2 separate regions of the Sus scrofa genome follow, and region 1 is linked to region 2. Evidence: chromatin contacts called from public Hi-C data. All regions are on one chromosome and are shown on one strand. The core of a region is the stretch at or near the end of the contact, and the rest is flanking DNA. Distances in the headings are between cores, read along the strand shown. Region 1 holds the start of LOC106507380 (proline-rich protein HaeIII subfamily 1-like). Region 2 holds the start of AFTPH (aftiphilin).

Region 1 (3,145 bases), core at 65-2,564, 610 kb after region 2:
GAAAAAAGAGTTAATAAAGTACTTTAAAACCTACTAGGGTATTTTCATGCCCAGGGTCAAATGATAACCATTACTGGCACAATTTTTTAAGGTACATCTACATTTACTGACAGTCTCAAAAAGTGGTTGTGAACTTTACTAGCTGTGTGTTCAGCAAGATGGCTGAAGCTTTCACACTCTGGGGTCGGAAAGAGAAGGGTTTACTTGCATACCACAAGGCAAGTCCTATGCTACAAATTAGTGACAGAGGTTTAAGGTAGCACCAACTTCAATGTGTTCACATTCACAGACGTATACACAATGTTAAAGCTCAACTCAGTTGAGTGGCATTCCCTAACCCTTTTTTAAAAACACACAGAATTTAGAGGGCAATTTTCAAATTTCAAAGAAACCTTAATAATCCTCCAGATTTCAAAGAAGGAAAAAATAAATAAACACAGCAATGCAGCAAAGTCATTTCTCCTACTGAAATGACCTCCAGCTTCTAGGAGCTACTCCCGGTTTCGCAATAAATGAATCTGAGACTCAAACCACGTACACACCAATGGAGAAGCTGAGAACACTAAAGCTTCCCCAACAGTCCTGGCAAAAACCCACTTGCCTCTCCCCAGCCCTCCAGTTCTTCTTCCCATCTGCACCCACAGAGTTACCTTGACTTCGACCAAGAAAAGAGAACAGGGATTAATCAGCAGCCAAAATCCTGTTTTCTCATTTTCAGCCACTATCCTGGGGAGCCAGAGTGCTACTAACCTGATTCCAGGGAGGCAGAACTAAACGCAGCAGAGTACCAGGGTATAAATTATACGTATCTGAAACACCAACCCAGCCAGCACTCAAGACAGCTCAAATGTCAGTTTAACGAAAAGGGTTTTGCAAACAGTATCTCAAATGAACATTTCCACTTTGAAACCACCCACCAACCTCTCGACTGTCAGTACCCAAATTCAGTACTACTAAAGTAACCCGGGAGATAAGAAGCGTGTCTTACCTTGTACAAATCTCGACATTTTAGGGATTTATTAAAATACTCTGGCTTTTGTATATATATTTAAATTTCTAGAGGAGTCACGCTATAGAGCGGGTCTCTCTTCCACCTCTGCTTTAACAACCGACCGACGAGTTCTTTCTCCTCTTCCAATGCTTAGCCACTTATGGGAGTATTTCTTAAAAGCGACTAAAACTACCTCAAAAAAAAAAAAAAAAAAAAAAACCACCCAGGAGAACCTTCCCCACTTCCAAAAGACAGAAACTTGGTGCGACTGAGTCTGCTTGGAACTCCAGCCCACACTGCACCCCAACACAAATGAGGGCCAGATGGAGACTCCCGGAAAAGGTAAAATCACAAGAACTTAAATTTCATCAATGAAAGAGGCGGATCTAGAGCAGCTACTTCACCGCCCCCGGGTCCCCACGCCCTCCGGGGCCGGACAGCAGCAGGCAAAGGCGGGCCGCGCCCCCGGTTCCCCCTCCCCTCGCTGCCGTACAGGCTCCGGCCCATTCCCCGGAAAACTCCGGCCAACTGCAGTCCCCGCCCAAACAGGGGTCGGGAGGAGGGAGAGGGGGCAAAGAGGCGCAAAGAGGGTCCATGGAACCATTTCTACCAGCCCATAAATATCCCGGGACTAGGAGGTGCTAAAAATTCCGTGCGCGGGCGTGCAAGGGCCTCCCGGCGCCCCCCTCCCGGCTGCGAGTGGCGGCAACACTGCGGCGGCTTTTTCCCGGGAGGGGCCGAAGGCTCCAGGGCCCCTCCCCCTCAGAGGACACTAGGGGGCCACCCGGGAGGGGAGAACCCGTGCGCCGCCCCGAGTCCGAGGTACAGGAGCCCGGGAGGGCCCGCCCGGACTACTGCACATTCTAGTCCCTCCTGGCCGAACCCAAATTCGGCCTCTGGGGCCAAACTGTGGGTCAGGCAGAGGGGCTCTAAACGCCTTAGAGAGGAGGAACGCACCCGCCCAAGGGGTGGTGGGAAGTCCGCCCCGGCCCCTCCCCAAACCGCCTCGGAGACCCACCTTCCACCTCCTCCTTTAGCAGCTGAGAACTTGGGGGCGTTTATGGCGCCCCCGGAAGAAGGTTCGCAGACTGAGAGACTATCACCTCTGCGGCACCCTTCTCTCTCCCCTTCTCCTTTCACACATGCACACCTCCAGCCTCTCGCCAGTGGTCGCAGCCCAGCTACTGAACCCCCTCTGTCCACCTGGCTGCGGTCTCGCAACACCCAAAGCCCCCCCTTTCTCCTAAACACTTCCCCTCCCCCTCCATTCGGAGCAGCCCCCCTCAATGCGGAAATGTCCCCGCCGCGCAGACAGATAGGAGCAGCCACCAGTCAGGAGCCGAGGCGGATTCAGGCCCTGGCCAATGAAATGTACGGAGGTGGCAGGGGGCGGGACGTCTGCGGCCTGAGGGAACCCAGCTGAAGTGGGCGATGATCCCGGCGACGGATCCCGTGTGTGAGAGCCCCACCTCCCACGACTGGGAAAGGGGTGTTCCACCACTAAAACTCCAGCTTTCCATGGATACTTCAGCAAGGGAGAGAACCTGAAGCACCAGTGGTTATTTTTACAGTGCTTAAAAATGTTTCGGCTTACCAGAGATTGAAGATGCCTATCCTGTGGCTGAAGCCAGAGCACCCCACTGCAACTACTCAACAACTTGAGAGAGCCCAGGCCCTTTTCTGTAGACACAAACTATTCACACACCTGGTCTTGGGAGGGTGAAGATGCGTTAAGAAGAAAGCAGTGGGATGTGTGGGATCCACAAACAGGAAGAGGCTTGTAGCGCATTAAAGAAAATGCCAAGTGAAGGCTCTCACCCCAGAACCACCACCCGAGTTCCTATTCCTGTAGAGATTTCCACTGTAACAGGCGTTAACTTTTCTAATCAAAGTAGAAATGGTTTAACTCTCAAGAGATGCTCACCTTTTAATAGATTCTTGAAGTCCTCAAGGAAAGAGAACAGCAAAAGAATGTTTGCAGTGACTTGGGGACGGCAAGAGGGCCAGCCCAGCGCCCGCTAAATCACAGCTTGTATTGCCAACTCCCTACCTGTAAGACTCATTGCGCCTGTCACTGGGTGTATCTCAGACTTTACAATTTATGACTCAACCCGCCTGCAACAGGATAAATGAATTGTCAGTGCTCTCTTTAGT
Region 2 (3,184 bases), core at 19-2,518:
GGGCCCGGGGAGGAACTAGCTCCCCGGGGAAGGACCGGCTATTCCGACGCGGAGCTGGTGAAAGCGGAAGGCAGGCTGCTCACAGCCCTGTCATCGAAGCAGCGCCATGGACGCCCACCCGGAGTTTCAGCGCTGCCGCGAGACCCCCATCCCATTACCCTCCGCCCTCTTCCGCCGCCGCCGCCGCCTCCACCTCCTCCTCCGCGGAGACCCCCCGCCCACTCCACACACTCTCCCATCATGCAGCGGGGGAACCGCTGCCGCCGACACGTCACTTCCGGGCGCAGGTGGCTAGGTCGGGGCCGGGCGCTGGTGGGTACTGGGGGGTTGGGGGGAGAACACTTGGGGGGAATCAGTGTCACAGAACGCTTACCCCTGCGCAGGCGCCGTCGAGCAGAGCGCCGGCCGCCATTTTGGGTGCGGGCAAGCTGCCCTTTTCCTTGACTTCCTTGTGAGTCATCGAGGTGGGTGGGGGGAAAGACGCCCTCCTGCACTCCGCCGCTCCTAAGGCTGCGCTCCCGGCGAGGGACAGGTGCTCCTTAGCCGGCTAAAAGTCAACGTTCAGCTCAGGACCGAGTTAAGTCTCTTGCTCTGCAAGGAAAATTGCGAGGGTTTTAAAATACGGAACTTTATTTTCTTCACCAAAATCTGCTGGAGAGCACTTATCAGCTTGCCCTTTTCGCCCCGAAAAACGACTTTTTCGTTCAGAGTTCCTTCCTCTTTTTAATTTAAGCTGACAGAAAAGGAAGCTGATGTATAACAAAGAAGAGGTAAATCAAAATGAGAAGCAAGAGGAAAAGCAGCCGCCGAACTGACAAATCGTCTTTGAGACCAACAAAAACAAATAAAATTGGAGGATTTTGCTAACGGATAGAGACGGTGGTCGTTTTTCATAGATGCTGCGAGAGACTATTCGATGAAACTATAAAGAAATCAATCAACTCCCGCATTTCTTTAACAGAGGTCGTAACATTTTTCCATCATCAGTCTTGATCATTTGCATTTTTTATAACCTTTCCCTTTCATCTATAACGAATTTCTGTTAGAATTCCGGCCACTGTAAAAACAAGACTGCAAGGCTGCACAGATTATTGTTACCATCGGGAATGATGAGGCCGAGGTCCTATCCCGCAATCATGAGCCCTTCCGAAGTGCTTATTCTGCTCACTTTTGCCAAACCTACACCAGCAATTTGAATAATTTAAAACAATTCCAATACAGCAAAGCTCAGCAGTTACGCAAAGAAAACAAGGATAGAAAACACCCTCTCAGCCACAGAGAAGCGTCCACCTTCTTTGAGTGGAGGAATTATACAAATCAGGGGAAGATAGGGACAAAAGCAGTTCATCACAGTTTATCCCGCCTCTGCAATGTTCTAGACAAATTAACTTGGAGCACTGAAATAGACCTGCTTTTGTCTCTATACAACTCAATCGCTGTAAGATATACGCAGACTGCAGCACTTAAAATTAGAATACCAATTGCTTTGTGGCGGTGCTGGATTTTTTGTTATTGCTCAGTCACTAAAGCAAGAAAAATATCTATATGGCTTGTCAAATTTATTCTTATTGTATTTCGCCCCCTGCTGGCTTGGCTCATTGCAAGCTTAAAAATATAAACCTTAAATATTGTATTTATAAATATAAGCTTATAAATATATCGCTATAAATGTTTATTTTGACCAGGAAGGAAAGAAACAAAAGTGTGTGTGTGTGTGTGTGTGTGTGTGTGTACACTGGAAGTAAATTGATTTTAGAGGAACACATGCTTGTCCTAATTTGATAGCTCTACTAAACAGACATATCAGAATAAGAACATATGACAAAATCCTAAGGCAGACCCTACATCGAGAATATGTTAAAACTGAAATAATAAATTTAAACATAAAAACATTAAAAAAAACTGTGCTTTCAGAATAATATTCCCCTAATTTTATGCATAACATGATTAAAAAGTGTTTTTTTTTTTTCAGGTAACTGCAGAAGCCTATTTTATTCACTTAAGGACAACAATTCAGAAATTTATGAAGTTGAGTCATTAAGTCACTCTTTGGTCAGCAACCACCCAACTTGTAATTTGTAATCTTACACATAATTCTGAAGACAGCATTCCAATGCTTATGAAATGGTACTACAAAAAGAAAGCATCTCTGAAAGTTTTTAAGATGATGAATCTGGGGGAAAATACTTATTAAAATTCATTGCATTTGGATCCAGTGGTAGTATTGTTTTTCTTTACTTTTAAAAAATACGACCTTAACTACATTACTTAAGATTTTGTATCAAGAAAAGAAAAATTAAATCTTAGTTTTTTCTCCTGTGCAGACTTTTTACAAAGTTGTAATCATAATGTAAGCCAATTTTGTATCCTTTTTTCACTTAATATTATGTTGTAAGCATTTCATCCTGATTACTTAACATTTCATAAAACTTTGATTTTCATTGCATACATAATATTCAATGGAGCAGACATACTGTGATTTATCCATTATCCTATATGTGGGTATTTTCCACAATTACAAATAATACTGTGCTGATGTACATTTTGTGTTGTGGCTTTGTCTAATTTTATGAGTTTTTTCTGTATATAAAAATGATTTTTTTTGGTTGTGCCCATGGCAGGCGAAGTTCCTGACCCAGGGATCGAATCCACACTACAGCAGTGATCAGAGCCACAGCAGTTACAGCCTTAGCCTGCTTAACCCGCTGAGCCACCAGGGAACTCTCAGTCAATATAAAAATGATTGAGCCAAAAGGCTGTAAATGTTTTATTGGCACTTTATCTCATTTTCCAAAATCTTATACCAATTTATACCACCACCAGAAATACAGAATATCCCAATTTAACTGCCTTCTCACCAGCAGTGGATAATAATTAAAAGAAAAAAGATTGAGTTATACCTTGTGGACTAAAAGTTGAAAGAAACTTACCTCACACTGTATAAGAAATCAACAAAAAAAAGCACAAAACTCCACCTATGTGATGTTCTGGAAAAGCAATACATAGACCTGGGTCGGCTAACAAGCTCTGTTATCACTATGATTTTGTGTAAATTACTTAACCTCTCTGGAGCTCAGTCTTCTTTTTTTTTTTTTTTTGCCTTTTCTTGAGCCACTCCTGTGGCATATGGAGATTCCCAGGCTAGGGGTCTAATTGGAGCTGTAGACACTGGCCCACGCCAGAG

The links. Hi-C and Micro-C count contacts between places; a contact is called where the count stands out from the background.
Region 1: a contact with region 2 is called in a Hi-C map of liver, with 5 times the contacts expected there. The contact joins the promoter of LOC106507380 here to the promoter of AFTPH in region 2. A contact is called at or near these places in 1 of 47 Hi-C or Micro-C datasets (liver) and 1 of 2 datasets of contacts at active chromatin or transcription factors (alveolar macrophages).

Annotation. Positions count from the first base shown.
Region 1 is chr3:78,029,449-78,032,593 of Sscrofa11.1, forward strand. LOC106507380 (proline-rich protein HaeIII subfamily 1-like) reads left to right here and starts at 1,315. Exons shown (of 2, transcript XM_013987892.1): 1 at 1,315-1,333; 2 at 1,387-2,414. The coding sequence starts at 1,315. The coding sequence ends at 2,414. It overlaps UGP2 (UDP-glucose pyrophosphorylase 2), which reads right to left and starts at 1,185. Exons shown (of 10, transcript NM_213980.1): 1 at 989-1,185. The coding sequence starts at 1,007.
Region 2 is chr3:77,421,586-77,424,769 of Sscrofa11.1, forward strand. AFTPH (aftiphilin) reads right to left here and starts at 1,269. Exons shown (of 10, transcript XM_021087452.1): 1 at 374-1,269.